Linked DNA regions of Mus musculus: all the other regions are linked to region 1. Evidence: chromatin contacts called from public promoter capture Hi-C data. All regions are on one chromosome and are shown on one strand. Each heading gives the region's core, a stretch centred on a gene start, on an enhancer-like site or on the middle of the called end of the contact. The rest is flanking DNA. Distances are from core to core; before and after follow the strand shown. Region 1 holds the start of Cox7c (cytochrome c oxidase subunit 7C). Region 2 holds the start of Rps23 (ribosomal protein S23). Region 3 holds the start of Lysmd3 (LysM, putative peptidoglycan-binding, domain containing 3). Region 4 holds the start of Polr3g (polymerase (RNA) III (DNA directed) polypeptide G). Region 5 holds the start of Cetn3 (centrin 3). Region 6 holds the start of Tmem167 (transmembrane protein 167). Region 7 holds the start of Vcan (versican).

Region 1 (4,155 bases), core at 740-3,239:
AGGCATTGAATCTTTATGTCATTAGTTTATTTACAATTTTTTCTAGTATAAGAGTTCAAGAGTTTAATCCAATTTTCAGATCATCTCTTAAACTTTCTTCATTCTGCAAAATAAAAACAAAATGGCATTAGAAGCCCGACTTTACAAGTTACAGCAATTTCATATCATCTATCAATTTGATGATACATCAGAAAGCGTTTACAGTATCATTTTATTCATACTGATTTGCTTCATCACATGTACCAAAATTTTCATGAATTATGCTAAATAAACACATATGTATATGAAGGGATCTAGGCTACCACTATGCAACATGTCTATGGAGAAACTTATTAAGTTTTTCAACCTCAGCAGACCAACTGATATACCAACTTTAATACCATAAAATAGATAACTAGGAGTGGTAGAAATGAAAAGAACACTGGAACATTTCAGGGTTTCTTTCCCATCAACTTTGTAGATGTCAATACCATTTGGTAATGTCAAAGGTTGGCTATCCTTAGTGCACTTTTGTCGCTGAAGATTCAATTATTTCTGTAGAAGACACAACACTGATTTATGAAGTGTGATTCATAGAACAAGATTATCCTCTGTAGGAACCCTACACTAGTGCTACTAGCTATTGAAACTCAATCAATTATCTCTGTGTCTTCAATGGGGTTTTAATACTACTTATCTTAGAGGTGTGTTGCATAATATATATTCAGATTATTGGGGTCAAGGAGTACTTGTAAAATACTGACCTTTACTGATCAATACTTTATTTTTTTAATAGGTTTTCCAAATTGCCTCTACCAATATGACATTTACACTTAACCTTAAGGAATCTGGAGACAACTATCTACTTGCATGTTGTGGAAGAGTGTATAGGGTATAGAACAGAAATTACTGTTTTAGGAAAATTAGAAGCTTACTAATTACCTGTTAAAGGGATGAATTAAATATCCTTATTTTTTAAGTAGCTGGTGTCTTACTATAAAGAAAGGTGCGGCAAACCCAGATCCAAAGTACACGGTCATCATAGCCAGCAACCGCCACTTGTTTTCCACTGAAAATGGCAAATTCTGTTGAGAAAGAGAGAACACGGCAAAAAACATTCGTTCAAAGCATCTGAACTTGCTCTAATAAAAGGGTCGGGAGCAACCACGTATTTTATAATCAGCTGCATTCGACAGAACATTTTCATTTTAATTTAACACGCAGGTTTTCTGAATACCAGTTGGTAGGCCCTATTAAGTGTAAGGGTCTTTTTGGTTTTAATATTTGAAAAAAAAATTACTCTCCGAAGTAGTAACTTTTAGAAACAAACACATCATTCTCGTCCGTTGTTATTCGAATTTTCAGTATCAATCACAGTACAATTTTCTCTTTTTCCTATTCCACATCCTCTCTCTTCCCTTTACCAGGCTTCACCTAACAATTCCGGGGCAGTCACCACTAAGTACTCCGTTTACTTACACTGGGGGCTAAACCGGGCCTAACCGAGGATCGCCGCTTCAAACGTGGCTTGCTGGTTTAAAGCGCTAATAACCAGCCACAGGCCCTCTTCTTTTGTTTCCAATGACCTTCAATCTCCGACGCCGCCCAGCTCCCACCGAACCTTCCAGGCCTCGCTCTGCGGCTGACAGGCGGCGTGGAGGCAGCGGCTAGGCGCCGTGCTTCCCAGTTCTCCCCGGGGTGTGGACTGAGGGGCCTGAGTGTCTCCCCGAGCTCCTGGACAGTCACTTCCCTCCCCACACGCTCCAGGCCGGCCGCCGAGCGTCACCTTGCCCCTAGGCAGCCGAGCCTCACTCACCTTCCCCGGACCCTCCTCATAGTGGCTGCGACGGACCACGGAGGTCGTGAACCTCCGGATACTCTGGCCCAACATGTCGCTGCTGGAAGTTCTGCGAGGGCCGCAGACACGGAAGGCGGAAGAAATGGCCGTACCACCTAACTCCCCTTTCTACACGACCTTGCTCGGCAGAGCGCGAAGACCGAAAGGGAAGATGGGAGTTACAACAGGAACTTCCTGAAACGTACTCAACCGGCGGGCTCTGAGGTTTGTGGGCTTTGTAGTTTAGATAATACCGGGCGCCATATCGGCTCCGATGGATTGTGGGAAATGTAGTCTGGCTCTAGAATGAGCGCGCACCAGCACCAAGTGATAACTTACCTTTAGTGATTCAATGGGACCTGAGCTGTCCTATGAGTTCAGATCTAGGATTCTTGGGATTTGTTTCCAGAAACAATTTATTGAAGAAACTAAAGCTGCTTTAACATGTGTGTTCAAGTTAATGGAACAAGAAATAAAATTATTTTCTTGTGAGTATATCAGTCATTTTGATTATGGTTCTTTGCCAAGGTTGAAAGATGTGCATTATAGTCCTGTCTGAGGGAACACAAGCAACTGATCAAACAGTATGTAGCACAAAGGATGCCGTAGTGAAAACTGGACTGAAGTGCTAAGACCTGGTTTTTTTGAAGGTATAGAAATTGGATATAAGAGGACATACAGATAGAAACTCCTATGCGCAGCATGATTAGGTTGGAGAAGACACAAGAACCTTCTGACTTCTGGAGATTCCCTGGATTAGGAATTGGTTTATTCCTGCTGAACATAACAGTTTCATGGAGCATCAACATTAGCCAAGGCTACTAGACACTCGTAGATTATTGTTTTTTTTTTAAATTGGATAATTTCTTTATTTGCATTTCAAATGTTATTCCCTTTACCAATCCCCCCCCAAACTCCCTATCCCATCCCACCTTTTGTGAGAATATCGTTTGAAAAGGGGGTCACTGTGTGTATCTCTAAATATATAAATATAACCTTTTCAGTCTGTATAATATTACTTATGTATGTAACAATACCGGATGAAATGAAGAAACCATGAATTTGAAAGAGAACACAAGGCAGGGTACATGAAAGGGGTTGGAGGGAGAAAAGAGAAATGGAGAAATGCTGTAATCATATTATAATTAAAAATTATAATTTTTAGAAGAACACCACATAGACTTGTTAAATTAAGATTAGTCTAAATATGGTTCATATTTGATGATAAAATTTGGCTGAAACTATATCCTAAGAGATGTGTAAAAATATTTCATTCAAGCTACTAAGGCTCAGAAAGTAACAGGAGTTAAGCAAATCACAGGACTACATTCTGTCATCTAGCTCTCAGTCTGTCAGTCTGTTGGTTTGTCTATCTATCTATCTATCTATCTATCTATCTATCTATCTATCTATCATCTATCTGTCATCTACATATTTATGAATCTGCCTGTTAAACATAGTTGCAAATTCTATCACAAGTGTAGGCCATCCTTACCTAATCTAGATGACTCTCTTGGACTCTCTGTGAGTATTGTCATTAAAAGAGTAAGGCAGAAAGTATCAGTGTGCCATTGTCTTGCCCATATATAACAGTAAGAGAGATGAAAGGAGGTGGGGAGGGAGATTAGTTCCTCTCCTAACTTTTGGAGTGGGGGGTATGGGGAGAGAGAGGGGGGGAGAGAGAGAGAGAGAGAGAGAGAGAGAGAGAGAGAGAGAGAGAGAGAGAGAGAGAGAGAGAGAGAATTTCATTTTTAAAATATTTTTATTAGATATTTTCTTCATTTACATTTCAAATGCTATCCCGAAAGTCTCCTATACTCTACCCCCTGCCCTGCTCCCCTACCCACCCACTCCCACTTCTTGGCCCTGGTGTTCCCCTGTACTGGGGCATATAAAGTTTGCAAGACCAAGGGGCCAAGATATTTTATTTTATCCATTTTATCTGATGGTTTGCCTTTGTGTATGCATGCATTAAAACTTGATTCTTTGACAGGAGTAGCAAGCACTCTTAAACTTTCTCTTCAGTCCCCTCTTAAATTTTTAGAAGAGATTTGTTCTGTCCTTTTTCATATTAAAAGATTTGTAACAATACTTATGTTTATTCTATTAGAATTCTATACATGTATACAATTTATTTTGATGTCTATGCCCTCCCTCCAACTCTCTTTGTACATCCTACAATGTGTGCCCCTCCCAACTTTATGCCTTCTTTGTTTAAGATATCTCACTGAGTACATTTAGTATTGCTCACATGGAAGTGTAAATGGGTTTTTAGCCATCTACTTGGCAAAGAAACCCACCAATGGTGACACGTTCTAGGGAAAATTGACCCTTCTTCC
Region 2 (4,155 bases), core at 632-3,131, 4.9 Mb after region 1:
TGGAAGCTAGTAGCCTGCTAAGTTAATAGACTCCAATAGGTTTTACATCACAATGTGAGTTCTAGGACAGAGTAGGCAAGGAAAGGCTGTTCAGAGGGCTAAACTGAGCGCAAGATAAGGTACTAACTAGCCTTTGGAGCTACAACATTCCAATCTCTCCAGCCTCTACAGACACATTCTTTTCAGGAGTTTTCCTTCCTACTCAAGATCCAGGCCTCAAAAATCCTGTTGATTCTACTGCAAAACTGTAAAACCAATCCAGGAAGGTCAGCACCTCCCCTGAGCGTCCAAGCCACACTCACCTCCTGCTTTTACAATCACACCTTCCTAAATGCTTCCCAGACTCATCTGTTTTTGTCTCTTTACAACTAATCTCAGATAAATGCAAAGTATTCTTAAAGAATCCCCCAGCTTAGTGAGAGCACTGACTGCTCTTCTGAAGGTCCCGAGTTCAAATCCCAGCAACCACATGGTGGCTCACAACCACCCGTAATGAGATCTGATGCCCTCTTCTGGAGTGTTAGAAGACAGCTACAGTGTACTTATGTATAATAATAAATAAATCTTTGGGCCTGAGAGAGCAGGGACTGAGCAAATGGAGTTGACCCAAGCAAGCAGGGCCGACCGGGGAGCAGAGGTCCTAAAATTCAATTCCCAACAACCACATGAAGGCTCACATCCATCTGTAGAGCTACAGTGTACTTACATACATAAAATAAACAGATCTAAAAAAAAAAAAAAAAAAAAAAAAAGAATCCCCAGCTTAAATCTAAAGATTTAATATCAGAGGAGAGTTTCAGAAGGCTTTACTGCGGTAAAGTTCTGTTTGTTTGGTTTGTTTGGTTGTTTGGTTGTTTTTGAGACAGGGTTTCTCTGTGTAGCCCTGGCTGTCCTGGAACTCACTCTGTAGACCAGGCTGGCTTCAAACTCAGGAATTCACCTGCCTCTGCCTCTCAAGTGCTGGGATTAAAGGCATGCACCACCATGCCCAGCTGTAAAGTTCTGTAATGCCCAGGCTTTCAGAACCACTGTTGCTTTTTTTTTTTAATCTCTCAGTTCAATTGACAAGAGAACCACCTTTCACTTCTGGAAGGCTGTATCCTATGCTAAATATAGGCTCCCAGCTCAAATGTAACCTACAGGGATACCTTCTTAAAGTCCACCCCTTCACTAAAAAGCTTCATTTTTCTATAACATTTGTCAGTGTGTAAAGATATTTTTTTATATTTATAGGCTCTGTCCCTTTACCTAGAATATAAACTTAACGAGAAAAATCTTCGTTCTCTTAACTGCCAAATATCCAGTGCAAAGACATTAAAATTTTCATTTTTATGTGACTCAACATCCCAGAAAAACTACAGGAAAGATTCGGGTTGTAAAGGTACTAGAATTAAGCAAGGACGCACAACCAACAAATGTCAGCTCACTGTTTAAAGCTCAAGTCTGGCTAGAAACAACAACAACAAAAATAATCGATTTTTCATCACTGAATCATTGCCTCACTAAAATTTACAATTTACTGACGCTGGGAACCTCCTACTCCGTCCAGCCCCACCCCGCTCCGCCCTTTCCGAATTAGCACCGCCCAGCCCTGGGCCTGAGGTGTGGGGGGGTGGGGGGGTGGGTTGAGGGAGTTGCAGAGGACGCCTGCGCAGTGAGCAGTTAGCGCAAAGATTTCTGGGATTGGTAGTCCGTATTCCTCTAGCCTTGTCATTTGCCTGAAAAGGAAATAACAGCGTAAATGAAATTGCTTTGGATTTGATACATATTAAACAAAACTCTGTGTCTCACAAAAGTGGAGGCACTGAATCGTTTCCTCCACCCACACACTCCCCGGTACAGGCGCCGCTTGGACAGCCGCACGGGGCCTTCGGCTGGGCGGGGCTTCCCGCAATGCCTTGTGGGTCCTTCCTGCACCTCCTCTCTCTTTCTCTTGGGCCCGTGGCGCCGGCAAGATGGGTGAGCTGTGCGGGGCTGGGCTGAGGGGCCGCCGCAGGGCTCTAGAGCTCGGGATACGGCCTATCGTGGGGAGATAGAGCGGAGAGTAGGGCTGTAACCGGGCGGAGGTCGGGAGAAGGGGCGCCGTCCCGCGGGCACGTGGCCATACGGAAGAGTTCCTGCGGCCTTCGGGCGGCCTTGCCGGGACCCATTACCCTGGAAATTTAAGTAAGCGTAAAGGCCCCAGCCTGGGTTTGTGTGCAGCTCCGAGTTAGGGGATTTCGAGGGTAATTGGCCCACGTGCTAAGAGGAGCCACAGGTCTCTGGCGCAAACGTCCCTTCTGCTGAAGCTCGTGTGCGGAAGCGCGGGCTCGGTTTGCGGAGCATTCAGTGATGTGTGTTTTTTAGGCAAGTGTCGTGGTCTCCGAACTGCCCGGAAGCTCCGCAGTCACCGACGGGACCAGAAGTGGCATGACAAACAGTACAAGAAAGCCCACTTGGGCACAGCCCTGAAGGCCAATCCGTTTGGGGGTGCCTCTCATGCAAAGGGAATTGTGCTGGAAAAAGTGTAAGTCAAAAGCTGCGCGCTAGAAGCGATGGTTTACCGTAGTTGAGAACGAAGTAGTTCTTCAAAAGTCGCAAAAGATCCTGAGCCTGCGTTGGTTGGGGTTTTTATAAGGAAAAAATGGGAAATGTGCTTGTTTATGTTCGGCCAGGGATGAGATTACTAAAGTTTTTAATTTCGGCTGTAGTCTGGAAGGAATGGAAGAAGTAAAAGTAATATAGTACATACTAAAGCATACATTGAACAGTTGGGGGGGGGGCTATACCTTAAGCAGCTGGTACATTCTTAGTATCTTTTTGGAGTTGAGAAAATTCCTTTTCTGGCATGTTTCTGGTGCATTGGCTTTTTAGAGTGATGATTTTTTTTTTTTGTGTGTGGCGTTCACAAATTTCGCAACAAGAGTTTGAATCCTCATTTTTACCACTCCAGTGGCGCTAAAGTTCGATTTTGCCTGTAAAAACTTCATTAAAATAGTGGCATCTGCAGGATTTGAGACTGGATTGACTAGGAGCTGCTTCTACTTTTATTCTTAATCGAATTTTAAAAACCTTACTGACTTCACATGTGCCATTGATATTGCAGAGGGGTTGAGGCCAAACAGCCAAATTCTGCCATCAGGAAGTGCGTCAGGGTGCAGCTCATTAAGAACGGGAAGAAGATCACAGCGTTCGTGCCCAATGATGGCTGCCTGAACTTCATTGAGGTGACTTATTTTATTTCTTTTAATATTTAATTTGCCAGGTGGGTATTTTAATTGCCACTGATACCTAAAATGGCCTTTATTTTATTTCAGGAAAATGATGAAGTTCTGGTTGCTGGATTTGGTCGAAAAGGTCATGCTGTAGGTGATATTCCTGGAGTCCGCTTTAAGGTGGTTAAAGTAGCCAATGTTTCTCTGTTGGCTCTATACAAAGGCAAGAAAGAAAGGCCAAGATCATAAAATTTGACAATGGAAACACAGTAATAAATTTTCATATTCTGAAAAAATATTTTGTGTCTTACTTCCTGCCCTGAAACTCCAAAAATATTTTACCAGTTTTAGGAGACAGCTACTAAAATACTTTGTAACTGTTACAGCTACAGTATAGAAATAACACTGCAATAAGTGGACACTGTCAACATGTGCAGTATTCTAAATGTGCCTTGAATTTCTATTGTTCCTTGGCAATTGTCAAGTTTAATAAAGTGTCATAGAGGTCTTTAATTGACCTGGTCTATAGGATAATTTTCGGTGATTGTGGAGAACTTAGTATGCAGAATTCTAGAGGGTAAGGCTATAGTAATCCCAGTATTTGGGAGCAAGGGGCAGGAAGAATGCTTTGGGTGTGTGGGAGGGGTGTAATTTGTGTGCTTAGTTGTGGAGAGCTTGGGCTAAAGTAAACTGGGGGGCACAGGGAAAGGTTTGAGCAAGGAAGAATGCATACCTTAAAATTGGTAATTTTTACCTCAAAGGTATACAGTGAAAGGGGCTGCTGAGAGCTCAAGAGTAAAGCACTTGCAAGCTGCAGGACCCGAGCTCAGATGACCTTCCTCAGTAAATGAAGGAGACACCCTGTATCCCGCTTTGCTCTTGCTACTTGAGTCTATTGTCTTGCACCTAATTGGTTCAAAGCATTCTTTAATCTCTGCAAACCTTGCCCTCACAGGGGTTA
Region 3 (4,155 bases), core at 1,137-3,636, 4.4 Mb before region 1:
AACAGCAATTTGGAAGTGAAACCATTTCCTCCTCTTCTTGCTTTTTGGTCATGGAATTTTGTCACAGCAATGGATACCTTAACTAAGACAGGTGTCCCGTTGTCCTGCTGCTTAAGTCCTCTCAGACAGAATTGTCTACGGACTGTGAAGCTCCACTGGTGGCCAGCAAGTCCCAGTGGTCCTTCTGAATTCACTCTCCTGGACCCCAGAACCCAGAAGGTTACAGGCACACATGCAGCCATGTCTGGATTTTTATTTAGGTTTTCTGCTCCAAGCACATGTTCTTATGCCCAGGATTTTGTTTTTTAAAAAAGAACTAAATCTGCAATGGCTGGAATATATTTCTCGTACATATTCCTTTTCGGAGACAAATTTATTAATAAATCTGTAAAGAAAGAGGAATCTAAATCTTTTGATCAAGTACTATATTGTTTTAAGGAAGTCAAAGGATCCTGCTATTCCTTTGAGGAGCACTCTGATTGTTTTTCCTTTTGACATTAATCTGATAAACATTCCTAAACTTATTTGTTAAATCTGATTCAAGTGTTATGTGTCAGTGAATTTAAGGCAGGTACTAAGCAAAGTTAAACCCTAGTTAACTTTATTTTTAATTTTAATGCATTTTAGCAAACAGTGCTCCTCACAAGTGGTATCAATTTACTCTCTACAACACTGCATTTACTCTGTCTCAGTCTAAATGTTAGCTATAAAACTACAAATTCCTAGAATCATGTACTTCTCAACTGAACAATTTTAACGGACAACATAGCAGATGAGATCTGAAAAAAAACCTACTACTTTTGGCCTTCGGATTGCTGAGAACACCCTCTTTTCCAAAGACAAATACTTGTTCTTACCGGCCAACTTTCTGGAACTCAGCCAACATTCGTGGCTAACTGCTTCTTTTGTATAGTCTAATAATAAAATATACACATAGTGTGCCCTTTTGGTAAACAAATACTCGATTTTAGTTAGATACAAACAATCATTCAAAAGCTTTGCAGATCTCGTGTAGGATGTTTCTTCAAAGCAAACAGGTAGTAGTCCTGAAGAAATGCTTGGAATTCGTTCTCCCTCAGACTCTCCCAAGGATTCCATGGCCTATTGACATTAAAATAAGAAAAGTAACCTACTTGCAAAAAGACGGTTGCATTCCATTAACATTCATGAGGCCTGAACAGCCGAGGCCCTACACATCAAGAACGGAATATATCCTTTGTCTCCTGATGAGAAAATGTCTCCGTGATAAATGGTTACAGACAGCGGTGTCACAGGGGCAAGAGCTCAAAGAATAACTTGGGCAAACTTTTTTTTCCCCGGTTGTCTTTGCCTGGAGTTCTTTGTAGCATTGTTCAGCACAGTGCCTTGTCCTTTCAAGTAAAAGGCGCTTATTGCAATGTAAGTAAAATCCCAGTCCTTGCAGAGGCACTTCTCAGAAAACCAACCGACCAAGGAACCAACAGAACAAACAAACAAACAAACAAACAATCAAACAAAAAACCCTTTGGAAATTGGAACAGCGTTCCAAAGGCTTTATAATTACTAAGTATTCGGACTGTAAAGAAAAGTGTGGTACGTCTTTAGGCAATGTTGACCTAAATGGGTAAGCATTTAGTCAAGTGCATTGTCGGTCGTCAGCACAAAACACCAGGTGCACCTTTAAAATGTCATACATCATTCGCATAAATACAAACACTGTATTTACCACTTCGGCAAATTTCTAAAAAAAAAAAAAAAAAAAAAAAAAAAAGTCAGAAGAGAGGTATTTATTTCACTGCCATAGATAGTGCAACACCAATGGCGTCCTGTTAATTTTCAAATCCAAGTAGGTTAGTTACAAGTTGTTGACAACTTTGTCCCATCAAAGTGCAGCTCCAGGGCACTGTGAGCTTAGCTTGGCTAGGTGGCTCACTCTGCTGACCTACAGACCCAAGGCACTCTGCCTGTCTTGTTTGCTGCTCTAGGGCTCGTTCGATATGGTAAAGCACGGCCCAGTGTTTTTGCTTTCTTCTGCCCCACCGAGAAGAAAGTGCCAGATACAGAGCATTAAGAAATGCACAGCGGCTCTCCATTGGCTCTTCCTCAAGCATGCCCTCCGCTCAGTACGTTTCTTAGCCAGGAGGACCCGTTGGGTTTAGATTCACAGACTGCAGGAGTCCAACACGGCCCGGCGGCCCCCGGACGGGCGGGGCTAGAGGCGGGGCTGAAATCAGGCCCCGCCCCGGCCGCATCGGCGCGCCTGCGTGCTGGCGTGGGCCTGCGGTTGGCCGCGGGGTTCTGGGTTCCCCGCCTCCGCCCGCGCCCTCGCACCTCCGCCTACTCTACGCGATGACGCACCGCAGGTTTGCGGACGTGGCGGCGGCTGTCGGTGCGGAAGGCGGGGACGGCGGCGACGGCGGCGACGGTGGCAGAAGCGGACCCAGACACCGGAGAACCTAGAGTCGGTCATGAACGTCTCCGGGGCCGCGGCTGTGGTGGAGGACATAACCGTGTCGCCGCGCCCCTGCTAGAGGACAGGTGACGGTGGCTGTGGGGCGGGGCGGGGCAGGACGTCGATCGGGGGGTCACCGTGGGGCGCTGTCCCCGGTTCGGGAAGGACTCTTACCTCCCGGTTTTGGGCAGCCCTTTCCGGGCCATTCTGCCTGTCCCCTTAGCATCTGCTCCGAAGCGTCCCAGTCTGACGCGGCGACTTAGAAATCAGAGATGTAATCTTTGCGGGGGACGTCCGGAGGAAAGGGAAAAATAAAAATAAAAGCGAGTGGAATGGAAGAGGGAGGAAGTTTGCAGTTGTTGCTTAGGTTTAAAATTGGCCCTGGAGAATAGGATCGGGGTGATTCTGTCCTAAGTGCTGAACTGGCTTGTGCCCTGTGAGTCTTCTCTTGCTCCCTGCCGAAGGTCAAGACCAAATATTAATATGCAGCAATTAATATGTAGTACCTAGGGATTTGAGAGGTCGCTTTCCGGTCTAGACCGGGTGGATGAAAACATGCTCACGATACCCATTGATGATCACTTTCAGGACGTTTGTCAGCAGTGCAGTATGCAACATGTTCTAGTTTTCTGAAGCCATAGATTCCATAGATAATTCAGAGAGGTAAAGAGAATTGAGGCTGATGGCTTTGATTCCGTGTACTTTCTAATCTTTAGTAGATTGACATGTCATTACCTTACTGGGCCAAAGTGCAGCTTGGCACTTGGATTACAGATGAACAGTCAGACCGTAGTGTCCAGATTGTTTATTTTGCTTTCCTGTCATTTTAGAGGAATAGAGACAGATGCGCGAAGACGGGAGTCTTTTGATTCCTGATTAAGACATGGTGAGGGAAAGACTGATAGAAGAACACATTGTTTCAAATGGCTTCTGGGTATTAGTCAGTAATTTCAGAGAGCTGTACTAAGAATGGGAGGGAGAGCGCTTTAGAGGGATAGCATACCTAAGGCAACGTAACCACCCATATGCATTGCTTTAGATCTAATCTTTTCTGCTTTTGATGGATGCTTTTGAGGATCTGAAACAGATACTTCCTGAGGTAGTACATGTATGTATGTATGCAACTTGCTACTGGTTCCACAAAACTGACAGACATCCTCTACATCTAAGATGTGGGCTTTTTATTTTGTTTTTAGAAAAGACCTAGATAAGGGAGTGCAAGCGTCCTTGTAGAAACAGGTGTGCTCCTTACTTTAAACTGAGATGTGAAACGTGGCTCTCATTTAGCTTGGATCTGTCAAATTTGGAGTGGTTTTTGGCAATAGTTTAGCCCCTGTGGGAGCAGCTGAAGCAAGCTACTAATATAGCTGTTAATAAATTATCTAAATAGAGACTTTTCAACTTTTAAAGATATACAGTGTCCCTGTAAAGCAAGGTCAGAAACTGGATTTTAAGGGCTGGATTTTATGAAATGAAATAGGTATGTTTTTACATAGAGAATATCATCTTTTTGTTGTCTGAGTTTTAGTTGTCTCCTGCCACCCTCCCTTGTCTGTTTGTTTTTTATTTTAGTTTTCGTTTCTTTTCATCCATCCTTCTAAACCCATTTTGCATTCCAGGATCCATGCATAATTTTTTGATGGTTTCTCTCCTCCCCCTCCCCACCCCCCGCACTGCTTTTCCAAGTTTGCTGGAAGATGTTATCTTCACTGAGATAAACACAC
Region 4 (4,155 bases), core at 506-3,005, 4.3 Mb before region 1:
CTTCAATTAACAGAGCTTAGGACATTTAACTTCTGCTTCTCACCAAGTAACTATCCACTGAGGTCTTGATAAAGACCCAACTCTAAGCCTAACCTCTGGGCCAAACCATCCTCTCACTGTTGGAAATACAGAGGCAAACAAAATAACATCTCTGCTTTTAATGGAGTTTACGATCGAGTATGGGAAGTGGGCAAAATATACTTTAGAGAACCTGTCAGAACCTGATAGGTGGTGTGAAAATGAAGCAGGAACCAGGCCAGAAAAACTAGTTGAAGAAGTTCTGCCTCTCTCAGGACTGTCTGAGCTTAAATGTAATTACGATGAGAAGCAGAGTCATACTGAAAAGTAGAAAACAAAGTGTCATTGGGAACTGTAGGTCCAAAGGACTCTAGAGCCTGCCACAAGCCAGATAGTCATCTCTGAATTCTTTCTGAGCTTATGGCCAAGAAACAACACTGTGCCATCTTACCGAGTGGCCCCCTTCTGCAGCAAAAACAAAGTACAGAGGGCACTGTGTTTCTCTGCAGAAAATGCATTCGATAAGGCCAGTGCAATCATTCACTAGTCCATCTATAAGTAGAATCCAATTTTTGCATTTTTTTTGCATTATATAACAAGTATTTGTGTACAGGTGTTAGCTTCCTCAGATTCTCGAGAACTCACATCAGACTTTTTTTTGTTTTTAAACAGTTTTCTGCTTGTCACACACCATTTAGCTGAGGCACTCGTGCTAAGAATGGTCCCAACTGCATAACCGATGAGATTAGCAAAATACTCAAAAGGGCAGTGACCTGCTCCTACACCCACCAGAGAGTTTTGGAGTGTTGGAAGTACAGTTCTCCCTCTAGGAAACTTATTAGGAGATACCACAGTAAGAATCTTCCTAATTATCCTTTATAATGCTCTCCCGTGGGTCTCTTTATAATTTCTGAAGGTTAGTCAAATTCTCAAAGGGATTTCTTAATCCGAAATAGATGTATCAATAGCTAGTGGTTGGGTGCAAGCGCAGGGACTTGATACTGACAGTGGGGGTGATTTCTGGTGGCTTGCAAGGCCACACCCAGTCCCTATCCACTTTTCATGTCCCCTCAAAGTGCTCCGCCTTTCCTTAAGCTCTAACTTTCTCTGCTCTCTTCAAAGAGCAAAGAACCACCCAGAACTATGACGGCCATTTAGGTTTTTCTTTTTAAAGAAAAATTTTATCACCAACCCCTCTCCTCACTATCAAGGGTGCCAACAATTAAGAAAACAGAAGCGACGGTAAGTATGCCCTTATCAGCAAACTGCCGCCAAACTTTGAATGAAGAAAAAACACAGTCGTCAGATTTGCATAGTCTTCTCTTGTAAGAGGATAAACTCCCTTCTTTCTCACTGAGAACAAACCCACCGGAAAGCTGGGAGATCTGGCTACGAAAACTTTAAACGGTTTGGAAGACCGCAGCAGCAGCTTTGGGGAGGTAGGGATACTTCCCAAAGTCACTCCAGAGGGGCTTTCATGAATGTTGGCTCCGGATACCCGGCCACCACGTTCTCCACGTGCCCCATCAACTCCCTTCTACCCTCTTCACCTCCTGCCCAGAACGGGATAGCTTCCAGTTACCTGCTAGCCAAGTCTCGAGGCTTGAGCACACGGTGCAGCAGAGGAAGCAAGAAAGCCGGCAGCCCCTCCAGCAAGGAGCCGCAGATTCTACCTCCGGAGTAGCGCGCCCCACACCGCACGCGGCTACGGCGCAGCAGAGCGCACTGGAAGCCCCGCCCACTCCCGCGAGGCCACACCCCCGGAAGAGAGCTTTTTAGCCCTTGGCAGGCGCCGTAGTCAGCCTCCAACAGGCTCGGCCTCACTCTGGGCTCCGGCGGCGAGTGCACAGCCCCCCGCTGCCCGTGTGGGGGCGGTCCTGTGTGTCGCTTCCCACGCATCTCTCCCGGCCCCTGCAGTAGAACCCCGAGCAGGGCAGCATTGCCCGGTGTCTCCTCCCCGCTTCAGCAGCCTGCGTTACTGCCTTGGTGCTGCGGCTGCAGAAGCTGCGGCAACTGGGGTGCAGCCTGCGCTCTGCGGCTCGGACGGGAGGGCGCGGAACAGGTGATCTGGGCAGTGTCGCAGCGTCCTATCCACGCTCCCTTCCGCATCCCCGCCCCTCGATCGCACCTCCTCCGGAGCTGAGAGTAGCTCCTCCGGCTCTGCAGCAACAGCAGCAGCAGCAGCAGCAGCGAGTCCTGGACTGCCTGTGGGAGGCACACCCACCTAGCCCGGCCGCACCCCTGCGCAGCAGCATGTCGGCGCTCGAGTGGTATGCCCACAAGTCTCTGGGCGATGGCATCTTCTGGATTCAAGAACGGTTCTACGAGTCAGGCAACCGGGCCAACATTTGGCTGGTGCGCGGCTCGGAGCAGGACGTGGTGATAGACACTGGCCTGGGGCTGCGCAGCCTTCCGGAGTACCTCTACTCCTCTGGCCTCTTGCAGGATTGCGGGTCTAAAGAGGATGCAGGACGCCGGCCACTGCTGGCCGTGGCCACCCACGTGCACTTCGATCACTCCGGCGGTCTCTATCAGTTCGACCAGGTGGCTGTGCACCGCGCCGAGGCCGAGGCCCTGGCTCGCGGGGACAACTTTGAGACCGTGACCTGGCTTTCTGACAGCGAGGTGGTGCGGGCGCCCAGCCCTGGCTGGAGGGCCAGGCAGTTCCGAGTGCAGGCAGTGCAACCCACCCTCATTCTGCAGGATGGTAATGGGCCCCGCGGGCGTGCGCTGTCACTGAGGGAGGGGCTTGGAGAGCGTGTACAGCATGTTACAGACCTCCTTGGCACTGTTGGGGTACAGTGCGGGAATACTCTGTTTCACCCTTTGCTGCGTGGAAGTCAGCTTAAGCAGAGACTAGGCCCTGGCAGGCTTCTCTGTCCGGAGATGCGCGCTGCTGCTGTGTGGCTGTCTCTTTGAAAGCTCACACCATCCCCAGTCAGTCAGCTACAGTAGTAACACTGCAGAGACTTGTGACTGGAGATTTTCCATTCTTTTCCCAAGTACCGGTTGAACATTTTCAGCTTTTGTAACGAGTAGGCTTTTAAGCAATGGCACCTTGGGAAGAGTGTTAGGCTCTGTGCTTTGAAAACTGCTGACTTCATCTGCCTCCTCACTTCACTGCATAGTGCCTATCCGGTCCACCTGTAGGCTTGGAAAGCTTTGGTTCCGTTTCATCCATCCTGACCTTTCGGATGGATTTGTTTGCTTATTGCCTCACAAGAAAAAAAAAAAAAAAGGCTTGACAGTGAACATAAAATATAGAAATATGACAAATATCTGGTCTGGATGAGAGCAAGGCCTAGGAAAGATCAATAAGGGAGTTGTTTCCGGTGGAGAAAGTGTGTGTGTTAATGAGGACTTCATTCTCTTGGTCCTAAGCAATTGATAGATTGGAGCAAAATAGACAGGGTCCCAGTCCCTTTCCCCTCATGCTGGAACTGCACTAACTGAACTGATTAGCAACAGCAGCAATATTTGATTTATCAATTTTATATTTTTGTCTTAGGATTTATTTATTTATTTACATCCCCAAAACTACTCCTGCTCCTGCTCCCTCCCTCACAGAGTCTCTCCTCCCATCCCCTCTTCTCTTCTCCTCCGAGAGGGTGGAGGCCCCTCTGGGTACCCCTCCCCCCAACACAGCACATAATCAAGTCTCTGCCAGATTAGGTGCATCCTCTCTCACTGAGGCCAGATAGGGCAGCCATGGAGCCTGAGGTGCTTGCCTGCTACCTATGTGCCTGGAACCTCTTTTCAGTCTGTGTGTTCTTTGGTTGGTGCTTCAGTCTCTGAGTGCCCCTAGGTTAGTTGACTCTCTTGGTCTTGCGCTGGAGCTCCCTTCCCCTTCTGGGCCTTCATTCTTCCCCCAACTCTTCCATAAGAGTCCCAGACCACCGTCCAATGTTTGGCTGTGGGTATCTGCATCTGTTTCAGTCCACTGCTGGATAGAGACTCTCAGAGGACAGGTATGCTAGGCTCCTGTCTGCAAGCATAACAGAGTATCATTCATTAATAACGTCAGGGATTAGTGCTTGTTCATGGAATTTTTCTATCCCTGCATTTCCTTTAGACAGGATAAATTTGGGGTCAAACTTTTGTGGGTGGGTTGATGTCCTTATCCCGCCACTGAGAGTT
Region 5 (4,155 bases), core at 605-3,104, 4.3 Mb before region 1:
CACAGCCATGGCACGCGTGTGGTGTCAGAAGACCATTGTTTGAGGTTGGTTCTCTCTTTTCACAATGGGTTTCCAGTGGGGTTGCAAGGCAGGAGAATACAACTTCCCTCATCAGGCTTGTATGAGAAATACTTTTAAGCAAAACTTTCTTTTAAAGTATTAAGTAATAATTTCTTCTTTATTTCACTTCCTAGAAGAATGTGAAATTTATGTGTTTCAAGAAAATTCTTCATATTAAATGAGAATATTTTACCAGCTTTTTAATTCTATCAAAGTTCCATTAAAAAAAATCTCATTATATTATTTCTCAGTAATTTATTCCTTCTAGTTTAGTTTATTTTGTCCTTTGTTTCAAACATCTCCATGTAAATGGTTTATTTTCACCTTTATTTAATACTTTTCTTCTTAGGCTTGGTTTTACAATCTTAAAATTTTAGTAGTTTTTTTTTTCACTAGTGTTCTTTAGTATACATATGACGTAATCTAATTTCCTTTTTTTGTTTGTTTGTTTGTTTTTTCGAGACAAGGTTTCTCTGTGTAGCCCTGGCTGCCCTGGAACTCACTCTGTAGACCAGGCTGGCCTCGAACTCAGAAATTCACCTGCCTCTGCCTCCCAAGTGCTGAGATTAAAGGCGTGAGCCACCACTGCTTGGCCTAATTTCCTTTTAAACTTGTTAGTAAAAGTACTTAATTTTTATATTTTAGGCAGGGTCTACTACTAGTCCTGGCTGGCCTGCAATTCACAATGTAAAGAATTCAAAGATCTGCTTACATGTCTCTTGGGTGCTGGGATTAAACATGTGTAGCACCATGCCCAGTTGAGTTCTTCAACATTTTTCTACTTTGGTTTTGGGAGTGCTATCATTTAGCTATTACTTTTTAGCTTTATCCCAATCCTTTACTTGTCCAAATTCCTATCTACACTCTAGCTTAACTCATGCATAGCCAATTACACAGCGTCCTTCGTTCACATATAAGCTTACATACAGTATTTGCCGTTTCTAATTCCTAGCCCCAGTTTATTGTATTTATACCGATAAGCACTGCAGGTTAGCTCAGTAGTTTCCAAGTTTTCCACAATAATACCTCATTTTATGCATCAAATATTTATGGAGCACCTAAGTTCCAGATATTTTGTTTGGTACAAATACTCGTGTAAACAGAACCCTGGCCTTGAAGACAGTCAGTCTCGCTCGCAGTCTGATGATCTAAGTAAACTTTAAGAGGCTTGGTGGGCAGTGAAGATAAGACGCACATAAACACTTTATAGCACTAGAAAATGAGAAGCAGAAGCAAGCACACATTTCCAATCGCACAGAAGAAAAGGGTGGTTTGGCTAGTCTCATTGTAAATGACCTAACAAAACAGCAAAACGAGAAGCCTAATCCATAATCCAGCCTGCCTTAAAATCACTTGGGAGATGTACGGGGGAGAACGCTTAGCTTGGTCCTCACTGAACTAAGAATAAAGAATGTCGCCTTTAGATTTAAGTTTCTCAGGTGCACCGGCCACCTAAAATTGTACATCTTTTCGCAGACCTGGTTCCCCAATAAACTGCTCCCTCGTTCTGAGCAGGCTGCTTGGGCTGGCCTTTTCCCTTCCCTCGGTCGACGCCGTGCATGTCACGCGTGGGGCCTCGCCTTGCCTGCCTGAGTCTCGCGTGGTGACTCTAATACGCGCGCAAGGGAGTCGGGAAAGAACCTGGCCAATCCAGGGAGCCAGACTGACAACCAGGGCCAAAAAATGTGTACTTGATTGACATGAATGCTGACCAATGAAAAAAGAAGAGCAGCGACGCTTCCGCCCCAATAGGCCGGCTGTTGGCAATTTCAGCCAATCGCGCCCAGAAACTTGTCTGGTGGGTGGTCCCCGAGGCGTGGAGGTTGGTGGCTGTTGAGCGGTTCCCGTGGTAAAGTCCCCGAGTGGAACATCTCTGTCGGAAGAGAGAATGAGTTTAGCTCTGAGGTCGGTAACGAGGAGGCCGTGCCTCCGTCCCCCCAGAGGGCCAGGGCGGGTGTGGACGGGAGACCGGGTCGGGGGCGGGTGCCCAGCGCCGAGCACCAGACCTCGGCGGTTCCCGCCTCCGGGCACCGCCGCAGCCCGAGTGAAGTCTCGCGAGGTTTCCCTCACGCGACTGCGGGACTCAGCCCTGGTTGCCTGATTCCCCCTGGAAAGTCGCAGGAGCGCTCGCCTTTCTCCCCGGGCCCCGAGGCACGCTGTGCTCTAGGCGTCTCGGGTGGAGCTCGTTTCCGTGACACCGTCCTTTCACTTCCGTCCATCCCTCCCCTCATTGGCTCCTCACCTTGCCCATCTACAGTTAAAGGTGCCCCGGGCGGGCCGCGCCGCGCCGCCCCTTTGGCTCCGCAGGGTGACGAAGGAGGCGGGAGCTGGCGTGGGGGTGTGGCGAGTGGGGGCAGCCGGGGTCACGTGGGCCACTGGGCCGGCGTCCCTGAGCCCGACGGCGTCCAGACGTAAATAGCGCGAGCAGTTAGTTAGCCGAGTTTCAAGGGTTTGAGGTTTAAAGCTTCCATCTTTTAGAACGTGCGGATACACGTGCTGTATCCTCGTTTACACATTTGGACCGCTTTTTGCATTGGCAGCTTTTGAAGGCAGACATTTTCAGATCCAAGTGCCCTTTTTAGATTTTTCTTTAAGCTTCTCCAGAGTTTTAAGACGTTTAACCTATCGTTTACATGTTAAGTGAGAGTTAAAACACTTTTAAACATCACGTAGACTTAAGCACGACTATTAGATGCTGTGATTTTTTTTTTTTTTTTTTTTTGGTGTCTAGTATTTGAATGTTTAGACCCTTTTATATTTTGCCTGGCTAATATCAGTGGAATAAAACCACAAAGCAGTGTTACAAATGTATAATCTAAAAACATTTTGAGCTTACAGTGCAAAAGTAATCTTTTAAGTTTTATGGTTGTTTTTTTGTAGTAATTGTGAGAATTTATAAGCTGTCCAAAATCAAGTCTATTCTGGTTGATTGTTTTGTTCTTTATTTTTGGTAGATGACATTGTTTTGTTCTTTATTTTTGGTAGATGACATGAATAATATGTATGGTGTTTTCGGTGCTTTTGACTTTGTTTAGGATTTCTCTTATAAAAGTACATTTGACTACAGGACATTGATTTAGGGGCAGTTCCTTTATTTGCCAGGCTACTCTGCTTTGTTAAAATTTAGAAAATGAATCTTTGTCCTAAGATGGGTTAAAGTGGCCTAAAGACATTTTTCTGTGTCCTAGAGGTGAGCTTGTAGTAGACAAAACAAAAAGGAAAAAACGAAGAGAGCTCTCTGAAGAACAGAAGCAAGAAATTAAAGATGCTTTTGAGCTGTTTGATACCGACAAAGACCAAGCCATAGATTATCATGAATTAAAGGTAACAGGGGACTTTTAAGACCCATTTTTGTTTAACTCAATTGCATTTGTGACTGTTGCTTTAAAGTCTATTTTAGAAGCTTGTCTCGGAACTGTGAGGCTGTTTGTAGTGCCCACCCACAGGTGGTACAAGAAAACAGTACAAACAGAATATGGCTTGTAGAACCTTGTATTTAAGTGCGTAATGATGGAAAGTGTAACTTCTCCATTCACCCAGTTAAAGGGAGAGTCCTTAGCATGCTCTTCCCACTGCTGTTTTCCTCTGTGGGATGGTATATAGCTCAGCTTTTTAAAACACGATGTTTGTGGCCTATGCTTGTTGCTTGTGCAGACCTGTACATTCCATGTGTATCATGTGCAGTGTAGAGTACGGCCTTGTGTGCCTTCCAACACTGTTGCCTTGAGACAGACTGTCTCATTGAATTGGAAGTTCAGTACTTCTGAACTAGGTTGGCTAGAGAGTGAACTCTGGGGTCACTCCAATCAACACACCTCTGTCACTGGCACCTGCAGCCAGGCCTGTCTTTTTACATGAGTGCTGGGGATTTGAACTCTGGTCCTCAAGATTGCAGGGCGAGGAGCACTCTTACTCACTGAGCTATCTCTGTAGTGCAACCTAAAAAGTTTTGAGATGGAGAGATAGTTGCCTTTGCTCAGACATTTCTGAGATTGAGCTTTTAATTTTTAAAATAGTACTAACACACTCTTAGTGTGCTCGTCTCTGTTACAAAGGATATAAATTGTCTGATGCCTAATGTTGCTATGTGCTGAG
Region 6 (4,155 bases), core at 689-3,188, 4.0 Mb after region 1:
AAGGATTTTGTGTGCCGAATCGCCATGCAGCTTCCCCACAGGTCACACTGGTATATTAATTTTGCTATTTTACATGGATATAATAAATTTTTTATATATGTATATGTATACACACACACACACACGTTCAACTCTACCTCCTGACACTATGTACTTCTATGGATAACTTAAGAATTGAAAAGTGTTGCCAGCAGTGGTGGTGCACGCCTTTAATCCCAGCACTTGGGAGGTACAGGCAGATGGATTTCTGAGTTCGAGGTCAGCCTGGTCTACAGAATGAGTTCTAGGACAGTCAGGGCTATACAGAGAAACCCTGTCTCGAAAAACAAAACAAAACAAAAACAAAGAACTGAAAAGTGTTAATTGCCTCTATTCTAAAGTTGAGATATATAAGAAACTATGGCCTAAATTGCCCATAAATACAACAAACCAATTACCATCTTAAACAACCTTAGCCTCTTTACTAGAGCCTGGACCAGAACCTCATACAGAAACATCAACCTGAAGTGTCAAACAGTAGGACCTAGCAATCTTTATATGAATAGAGTCAGTTATAACATCTACCAACACTTTCACTACTGTAAAACCCAAACTTACTGAGCTCAGAACATATTTTCTACGTCTACATTTGAAACATTCATGGTTAGTCAACTTAAATAGTAAGTATAACACAAAGCAATTTTGAGACTATTCAATGACAATCACTTCTCCTATTGGCCTAATCCCCAGTCCCCCATTCAAATACTCAAAGAAATCCCTTGTCCTGCAGTCTCCTGATACCACTAAGATGCAGATTCTGAACTTGAGTATTTGATCAACAGGTTTAGCAGTTGGGTATAACTGATTTTAAAAATGTAGTAATAATTTCAAATAAAATCTTGGATGACAATGCAGTAATAAACACAATCACATATAGCATAGCACTAGGTAAAAGTACTGTGTTGCCATAAGTACTAGATTCTCATGATTCAGCTAAATAATGGTTAGAAATTAACATATCACATCAGTTTCCTTCACTAAAGCTTTCTATACTTCTTCTAGGTCATTAAGTTAAAGAATGGGTAACATTCTGAATAAATACTAGAGCCATACTGACTAAAGGAAAAAAACAATTATTTAAACACACAGGATTTCCATAATTTTGATACACTTGGAAGAGTGGGGAAAGTGCCCGACTTCAGAATCATTCCAAGAATGTATATAAAATTGAACACATCAGATTACATCTTCCCCGTATCTACAAAACTCATAAAGAGAACTAGAGGTGAAATCGTTTCTCACCCACTGGTTTTATACTAGCCAAATAATCCCCTCGGGAATGGGCCGTTCCTTTCCAGTAGCTACCACAGAGTTCTTTCCCTCTCCCCACGGCCTAGAACGTCTAAGCCCCGGATGTAGAGTGTGCAAACAAGGAGGGGGCCAGCCAAGGCCAGCATTGGCTGGCGGGAGGGGCTGGTGGGTCATCACACTGGACGCAGCCTTTTAAATCCAAGTCTCCACCACAGAGCAGCTCAGCACAGTTCCAAGGAGTCCCTCACGACTGAAAATTCCACGTGACACAGAAAGAGACACTTAGGAAGGAGCCCAACAGGTGCTCACATTGGGAAAACCTTACATCTACAAAAGGCTCAGGGGGTCACAGACAGGGTAAAAAGCACGCACTGCGCAGCTTTAAAGCTAAAATCAGGGACTACAGGAGGTTGACATAGAAAGGGGGGAAAAAATGCATTGCTTCTGGAAAGACACCACAGCCACTTCCGGGCCCTACCTCTCAGTACTCCACTTCCGGTCTTCTAAAAATTGTGGACGCCAGAGATAAACCGATGCGCCCAATGAGAGAATCCGCTAATACCGTGGTTTGCGAGTCGTCGGCCAAGTCCCACCTCTTCCGGTAACAGAAGCCTATCACGGAGTCTGAATGGTGCGGCATGGGCGGAGGCGCCGCGATAGGTCCAACCGGACCGCTGGAGCGAGCGGGAAGCACAGCGGGCCTGCATCCTCTTCCGCCCCGGCCCGGAAGGGTGATGTGGCTGGACCAGCACCGGCCTCACTATGGTAAGAACCTGGGCTTCCTGGCCGCGGTTGAGTTTCTCGGCGGGGCCGCGGCTCGTGCGGGGCGGCGGGGATGGTGCGGGCGCTGTGGGGCGCGGGAGCCCTGGCGCTAGCGTGATTCTCCGGGGATCCGAGGGTGCACAGGCTGGGAGTCATGCGGCCGCGATGCACATCCCGGAGCATCAGGCCAACAGTCCTAGGAAGAACCCGGGTGGTGGACTCGGCCCCTCGCCAAGAGGCCGACTTGCTGCGTTGTTTAGTGTGGAATTACGGTGGCATTCCACTAAGCCGATTGCCATCTGCTACAAATATCTGGACGGATATACACTTTCAAACGCTGGAGTCTCAGTCTCCCCCTTTCCCCTTTCTTTTATGTGTTCCCTGTGTCACCCAACCTGCATCTTTCTGCAGTAATTAATGGATTGCCGGTTTTCTTAACACTAGATACTACTGCTTCCGTTTTACCTGTGGAATCAATGGCGAGATAGGGCCCCTCCCTCATCGTTTTTTCAATTCTAAAGACACTTCTTTGCAAACGAATGTTTTTAATGATTTTAGTTACTGTCTCGAAGGAACTTGAGCCTTACTCGCAGACCACCACTCACTTTGGGAGTTCCTATGCGTGTTATTATTGATTGTTTAATAGTTTAAACCTCAGAAAACCTTACACTATAAATCACAAATAGCAACAACAACAAAGGTCAGGACAAGGAACAGAAAGCCCCTGAGTAAAGTAAACATTAGTAATTAACTTTTAAAGATCTATGAATGCATCTTTTCAGTAGTCTGGTAAATGCAGGAATCTCCCTTCACTATCACTTCAGTGGGTTTAGAAGCCATTTATAACTATATTTCTAGAGAAAGCTTGTTGTGTTATCATCTCAAAATCAGCCAGGACTCTCCCACCCCCACTAGACCTCAAATTCTACGATTAGAAGATACTGAATTTGAGTCCATTAAAGCCTTTTTTTTTTTTTTTACTTCGTACTGCAGATAGTATATTCTTGGTCAAAAGGATGTTAATAAACAGTTACAGAACTTGAAAAGTTGCTTTCTTGCCTATTTACCGAGAAACAAGTAGAATGACTTTGCTCTTAGTCAAAGGTACATTTTACATCCTCTCCTACTTAGATAAAATCAAGATAATTTAAGATGTACAGTATTTTAACTTTTTCCAAAAACAAGCTTTTGTTTACTAGTACTTGATGTGTAGAAGATGTAGTTTCTAAGCATTGTCTTGCTTTAAATTCCTGACTTCTGAGATATTTCCAGGTAAAGGAAGAGAAAAGTAGGGAGCCTGAGTTGTCTAGGATCGGGTACCTAGTAAGTAAAGCCAGGCCTCAGATTTATCTAATGACTCTATGGAGTGGTAACAAGAAAAGTGACTGGTGTGTTCATGAAGATATGCAGTTTTCTGCTCCAGATTTTTTTAACTTATGATTTGTTGAATATATGGGTGTGTAACTGGAATTGGAGGGTTGAAGGGTGAATTATATGTATCCCTATATTTGTAGAATGGCTTTGGAAGGATGTGTGATAGTATTAAATCTGTATGTTTTACTTTTTTAAGTGTTGTGAGAAAAAAAAAAGTGTATGCAATGAATGTTTTATTAGAGATGTTACTGGTCATAAGTTACACATGTTAAATATTAAGTGTAATGTCCAAAAATAATATTGGTTATAAATAACATAGAAGGTAAAGATTAAACTTAGCAGCTCCGTTTGTCTTTATATTCTGGTCCTTGGTCAAGTGTGCCATTAATCACAGAGGAAATCCAAGAAAGGTTTGTGAGAGAAAAGTAAAATGGTAAATTTTTTTACCATAATTCTTATTGTATTAGCAATAAAAATGACAGTACAAAAGAATATGTCTCTATAGTTTGACCTTATGAAAGCATTCCATGAACTTCACTCTGAAAGCCATTGTATAAGGTTAATAGGAATCTAATGTAGATGCAGTGATCTTCTCTCAGAGTACTTAACAGCAAATAAATACTTTGAGTTCCTAGAGACTGTAGTATCTTTATAGTTTAAGTCTAAATTTGGGGGATTGTTTTTTAAAGCATTGAATGATTCAAGTGAGTAACCAGCACCCAGCGTTTA
Region 7 (4,155 bases), core at 1,061-3,560, 3.7 Mb after region 1:
CCCTTCTTTTTGTCTCCTCCAAACCCCAAAGACTCACTTTCCAGATTCTGAAGTGGAAAACTGACTATTAAAGGAGAACTGGGTCTTCTCTTTGAACCAAAGGATATGAAAGTGGTTTTCTGGCCCTATTTTCCGCTTGTGCTGAATTCTTCCATCAGGGGGAGCCCACGCCTACTACAAAACTCCCTATTCCTAGACATCTGGGTTCTGCTAGTCCGAAACACCCAACTGCAAGCAGATCTTAAGGAGCGCACCGCCTCCGCCCCCCCCCACCCCCCGCCCTTGCTCCTCCCTCTGGGCCTGCCTCCTTGGACAGAGACGGAAGGGACTTCACACTAGCCATTCATTTGTGAGCCGTGGGGGAGGGGACGCAAAAGCGCAGAGGAGGTAGAAAGGGGAAAGAGAAGACAGAGAAGATGGAGACTGAGAAAGAGACACAAAGATGAGGGAACACAGATAGCGAGTCTCCACTGTGGGTGTACTTGAGGCAGTATTGCCCTGCAGCCTCGGGGGAGATTTCTTTCCCTTTCCTCGGGATCCCGAGAACACGTAGGACATGCGGAGGCGAACGTAGTTGGATCCGAGAGCAAATAGTTTAGGCTATGACATTATTTTCTTACCACTATTTCTTCTGTCTAACCCCTCTGAGCAGTCCACGCCCATTGACACCGAGAACAAACCGAGACAACCGGGATGTCCCGGGTCTGCAGGCACTAGAGAAGTCTCTGCAATGCCCACGCCTACTCAGGGCAGTAGGACTTTCTCAGCCAGGGCGTCCCCGGGGAAACCCGGCACGCACTCTCCACAACCACTCCACCAGCCCGTAAAGTTGCTCAACTCAAGTGGAGAAATGGGAGCGGATGAAGATACAGAAGGGAACAGAGGACTGCTGTAATCCAGGCGAGAAGACTGCACCAATTGGTCCCCAACTCGAGTCTCCACGCCACCTTTGTCTGGAGAATCTATGGGTCCTGGTTTGCTAGTAAAGATTGGGGGACAAGCCTTCATTTCGTTTTCCAGAGCGAGGGGGGAGATACTGCACACCCCTCCAGTTCAGGGAAAGCTTTCCCGCCCAGGAGCCTCCCAGACCTCTACGGTGTTCCAACAACCCCACCCCCATCCAATGCGCCTTCCCGGCTGGCTCGGGAGCACCACGCGCAGGACAAAAGAACACAGGGGCAACGTGAGAGAGCTTTGACAGCCCTCAAGTCATCAAAGAAAAGCAGCCCCAGGACCCTACCCAACCCCTGCCAGATAGCCTCCCACATTGCCTGAGGGGTTGGGGGAAAGGGTCATGTCCGTGCAGGTCCTGGGCCGCTAAAGTATCCTGCTGCCTTGTCAGGAGCTGCCCAGAGGTGACTTTCCAGGAACCAAAGATACTGACCACACACACGGAGCCAGGAAACCAGGTGGTCTGCCCTAAGGTGGTTTCAGGGGCTTGCATTTGGGCAAGTTTGGGGACTCTCCATTCAAACTTTTGCCTCGACCACTTTAAAGAGAACAAAATCAAGGTGTGAGGAGTCCATTCCATTCCTCCAACTCAAGATAGCAGGACTTTTCTAGGATTTCGCTACAAAATCCCTTCCCCCTATTCGGTTTGTCCTTTTCCTCTACCCCACCCCGGACTTCTTTTGTCTAGCTCTTTTTCAGCACCAAGGTCTATCTGAATTCATCTCTTTAACAAGTTACCTTCATGTTTGAAAGTGCGCACATTTTTCTAACTTCGCCTTACAGCTAGTCCTCTTGGCTTTAATTAAAGCCCTCTTCCAATTACAATGTGAGTCTTTCCCCCTACTAAGCTGGACGGTTTTCTTTTCCCAACAAGTTTTCCCTCTTTCTTTTAAATGGGGGAACAAAAGAAAAGTGATTACCTTGAAAGGCGGCTTACTGCAGTTTTCGGGGTGGAAATTCACTGCTGAGCTGTGAGAAAGGGCTCCGCGTTGCCCCGGAAGATCACATAGGAAGCGCGGTGGCCTGGGGAAGGGTGCAGCGAGTGCGGGACAGAGCTGGAGAGGAGAGAGGATGCGCTGGTAGCGGCAGATCCTTGTCCCAGCGCTTGGCCACAGCACCTAATGCTCACAGCTGCTGCGCCCGCGCTCCTTGAGTTCTTCGCCCAGAAAGGCTCGGGGCAGCTCGCCTGCAAGTTCAAATGCGGGTTGTGACACCCACCGTCATTATATCACTGTACCGTCAGAGCCGAGGAGGAGACTCAGCGAGAAGGAGGAGGGAGAGGAGGAGGAGGGTTCATTCACAGGCTCCTGAAGAGCTCCGTAGCTCAGTCACTCCAAAGAGCCCAAGCTTGGAAACAGGCGGAGGGGCGGAAAGGAGCTCCCTCAGCCTGCGGTAGGGACCGCCTGCCTCCCTGGCCAGGCACTCCCACCTCTCAGCGTTTCTTCCTGATGAGAAGTACCAATCGGCTGGGGGTGGGGGGAATCCGTGCTCCTCATTCAACGACTCGGTACCACCTCGCTGTGCAGTCTCAAACAACTGCCTTCCCACCCATCCCCACCCCACCCCCTCTTCCCCGCCCTGGGCTGCTACTTCTGAATTAGGGGAAAGGAGTCCCCAGGCTCTGCTGCGGCCAGCAAGCACAGAGCAATTAAGTATGGTCAGTCCTTAGGAGCGGACGGGACTCTATAACATCAGCCAAGAACTTGCGTATAATGTGTTTAATGCGACCACGGAGCTTGCTCGTCCCATCAGAAGAGGTGTCAGGCTCAATGCTCCTGCCAACCTGAAAGAGATACTGAGAAAGTGAGATCCCAAGCCCCAGGGAGACGCAAAAGCTTTTCGTGACTGCTCTCCCTAGGGAACTGCCCAATGGGGAGCCCGCGGCATCAGGCCCTACACAAAGACCCTGGCAATAAAGGGTTGGACAGGAAATCCCCCCAAGCAATCCCTTGTCCCATTCAAAGAGAATCCTTTCTCTGACACAAATCCGCGTCTTTCCTTAAATGTATTTCGCTTCCTTCCTTCTTCCATACCTCTGTCTTTCACAGGATATCTTGCAGAATTTTCTGCCTAACTCAGATTTCTTTGACTTACCAGTCTTTCCATGTTGTCTGGAAATGGAATCTTTCACGTTCGCAATTTTTTTTTTCCCCTACTCAGGCTTATCCATCGATGTAAACAACATCAATATAGAGAAGCACACCCTTCACTGAATCACAAAAGACTCCATTAGGACCTTAAAGAGCAAAGGGTCAAACAGTTAATACAAAGGATTTCTGACCCTCACAAAAGGGCGACTTTGAATTTTCCGTTACGTTGAAGTCTAGTATGAGTTTCTAGAGAGAGGACAAAATAAGTTCGCAAGACATGTCGAAGTAACTCTCAGGGTACTGAAACAATTACAAACTTTTCCTCCTACACCAATATGGAAATATCCTTGTAATTATTGACTCTGAATGTTTTGCTTAGAGAATGACATCAAACACAGGGCTTCAGAAACGGTAGTGATTAACGCAGAGAGTTTGTCTTTACCCTGGATTTCTTTAATTAGATTGGCTGCCAACCACAGTTCTAAAGTTGTAACCTAGACCCTTCTGCATGTGGGCTCCTTTTCTAAGGTTTGTAGATTCAATATGATCATAGATCTTAAGTGATAAACATGTGGTAGGATTATCAGTACAATTTCATCCCCCGGTGTGTATTTCATGTGTCCTTTTACTTACACTCACTGTAGTGAGTGACTTAACTGTACTACGGGCCATTTCGAAATCAGTTTGGCTTACAGTGACTTATTTAACCTTTATGCGACGATTGTACTGCCATTACTAAAACTGAAATTTCATCCCATATATTGTGCAGAATGAGAGCCACATCTTGACATCAGACTTCAGTCACTGCATTTAACATGCCAACACAACCAGGTATGGAAAGAGACTCACCCCAAGCTTGCACAGACCAGAGATGCTTATCAGAACACAGCTCTTGAATCAATAGGAATTCATTCAGAAAGAAGAAAAATAAAATATAATGAATTTCCATTATTATTTATATTCCAGGCATTGGGGTAGATAGATTTTTTCTCTGAAACGCTTCAAGTTATTATCATTAATTTATTTCTTAAATTCAAGTGAACCTAGTTTGAGTTTTACAGTTAAGTGGTTTGCCCAAGGCTACTTTGCGACAGATCATTGGCCTAAAAGCTTA

What was found. Promoter capture Hi-C pulls out the DNA fragments that hold promoters and counts their contacts.
Region 2: a promoter capture Hi-C map of pre-B cells shows a contact between it and region 1. The contact joins the promoter of Rps23 here to the promoter of Cox7c in region 1. A contact is called at or near these places in 4 of 39 promoter capture datasets (cranial neural crest, frontonasal cranial neural crest, liver and 1 more) and 1 of 484 Hi-C or Micro-C datasets (CD4 T cells).
Region 3: a promoter capture Hi-C map of pre-B cells shows a contact between it and region 1. The contact joins the promoter of Lysmd3 here to the promoter of Cox7c in region 1. A contact is called at or near these places in 2 of 39 promoter capture datasets (liver and pre-B cells).
Region 4: a promoter capture Hi-C map of pre-B cells shows a contact between it and region 1. The contact joins the promoter of Polr3g here to the promoter of Cox7c in region 1. A contact is called at or near these places in 1 of 39 promoter capture datasets (pre-B cells) and 1 of 484 Hi-C or Micro-C datasets (CD8 T cells).
Region 5: a promoter capture Hi-C map of pre-B cells shows a contact between it and region 1. The contact joins the promoter of Cetn3 here to the promoter of Cox7c in region 1. A contact is called at or near these places in 2 of 39 promoter capture datasets (liver and pre-B cells), 1 of 484 Hi-C or Micro-C datasets (pre-B cells) and 1 of 9 other capture datasets (liver).
Region 6: a promoter capture Hi-C map of pre-B cells shows a contact between it and region 1. The contact joins the promoter of Tmem167 here to the promoter of Cox7c in region 1. A contact is called at or near these places in 3 of 39 promoter capture datasets (cranial neural crest, hematopoietic stem and progenitor cells and pre-B cells), 2 of 484 Hi-C or Micro-C datasets (CD4 T cells and pre-B cells) and 1 of 9 other capture datasets (liver).
Region 7: a promoter capture Hi-C map of pre-B cells shows a contact between it and region 1. The contact joins the promoter of Vcan here to the promoter of Cox7c in region 1. A contact is called at or near these places in 1 of 39 promoter capture datasets (pre-B cells) and 1 of 484 Hi-C or Micro-C datasets (pre-B cells).

What each region holds. Positions count from the first base shown.
Region 1 is chr13:86,044,806-86,048,960 of GRCm38.p6, forward strand. It overlaps Cox7c (cytochrome c oxidase subunit 7C), which reads right to left and starts at 1,990. Exons shown (of 3, transcript NM_007749.3): 1 at 1,796-1,990; 2 at 922-1,064; 3 at 1-103. The coding sequence starts at 1,870. The coding sequence ends at 948. Gm22574 (a small nucleolar RNA gene) reads right to left here and starts at 243; the gene lies at 184-243.
Region 2 is chr13:90,921,241-90,925,395 of GRCm38.p6, forward strand. Rps23 (ribosomal protein S23) reads left to right here and starts at 1,882. Exons shown (of 4, transcript NM_024175.3): 1 at 1,882-1,959; 2 at 2,347-2,506; 3 at 3,086-3,206; 4 at 3,297-3,492. The coding sequence starts at 1,956. The coding sequence ends at 3,443.
Region 3 is chr13:81,655,420-81,659,574 of GRCm38.p6, forward strand. Lysmd3 (LysM, putative peptidoglycan-binding, domain containing 3) reads left to right here and starts at 2,387. Exons shown (of 3, transcript NM_030257.1): 1 at 2,387-2,517.
Region 4 is chr13:81,709,258-81,713,412 of GRCm38.p6, forward strand. It overlaps Polr3g (polymerase (RNA) III (DNA directed) polypeptide G), which reads right to left and starts at 1,756. Exons shown (of 8, transcript NM_001081176.1): 1 at 1,601-1,756. It overlaps Mblac2 (metallo-beta-lactamase domain containing 2), which reads left to right and starts at 2,160. Exons shown (of 2, transcript NM_028372.1): 1 at 2,160-2,725. The coding sequence starts at 2,272.
Region 5 is chr13:81,781,393-81,785,547 of GRCm38.p6, forward strand. Cetn3 (centrin 3) reads left to right here and starts at 1,855. Exons shown (of 5, transcript NM_007684.4): 1 at 1,855-1,965; 2 at 3,249-3,384. The coding sequence starts at 1,949.
Region 6 is chr13:90,087,729-90,091,883 of GRCm38.p6, forward strand. It overlaps Tmem167 (transmembrane protein 167), which reads left to right and starts at 1,939. Exons shown (of 4, transcript NM_025335.3): 1 at 1,939-2,055. The coding sequence starts at 2,053. It overlaps Xrcc4 (X-ray repair complementing defective repair in Chinese hamster cells 4), which reads right to left and starts at 1,880. Exons shown (of 8, transcript NM_028012.4): 1 at 1,769-1,880.
Region 7 is chr13:89,740,202-89,744,356 of GRCm38.p6, forward strand. Vcan (versican) reads right to left here and starts at 2,311. Exons shown (of 15, transcript NM_001081249.1): 1 at 1,872-2,311. All of the region lies in intron 1 of Gm4117 (a long non-coding RNA gene), which reads left to right.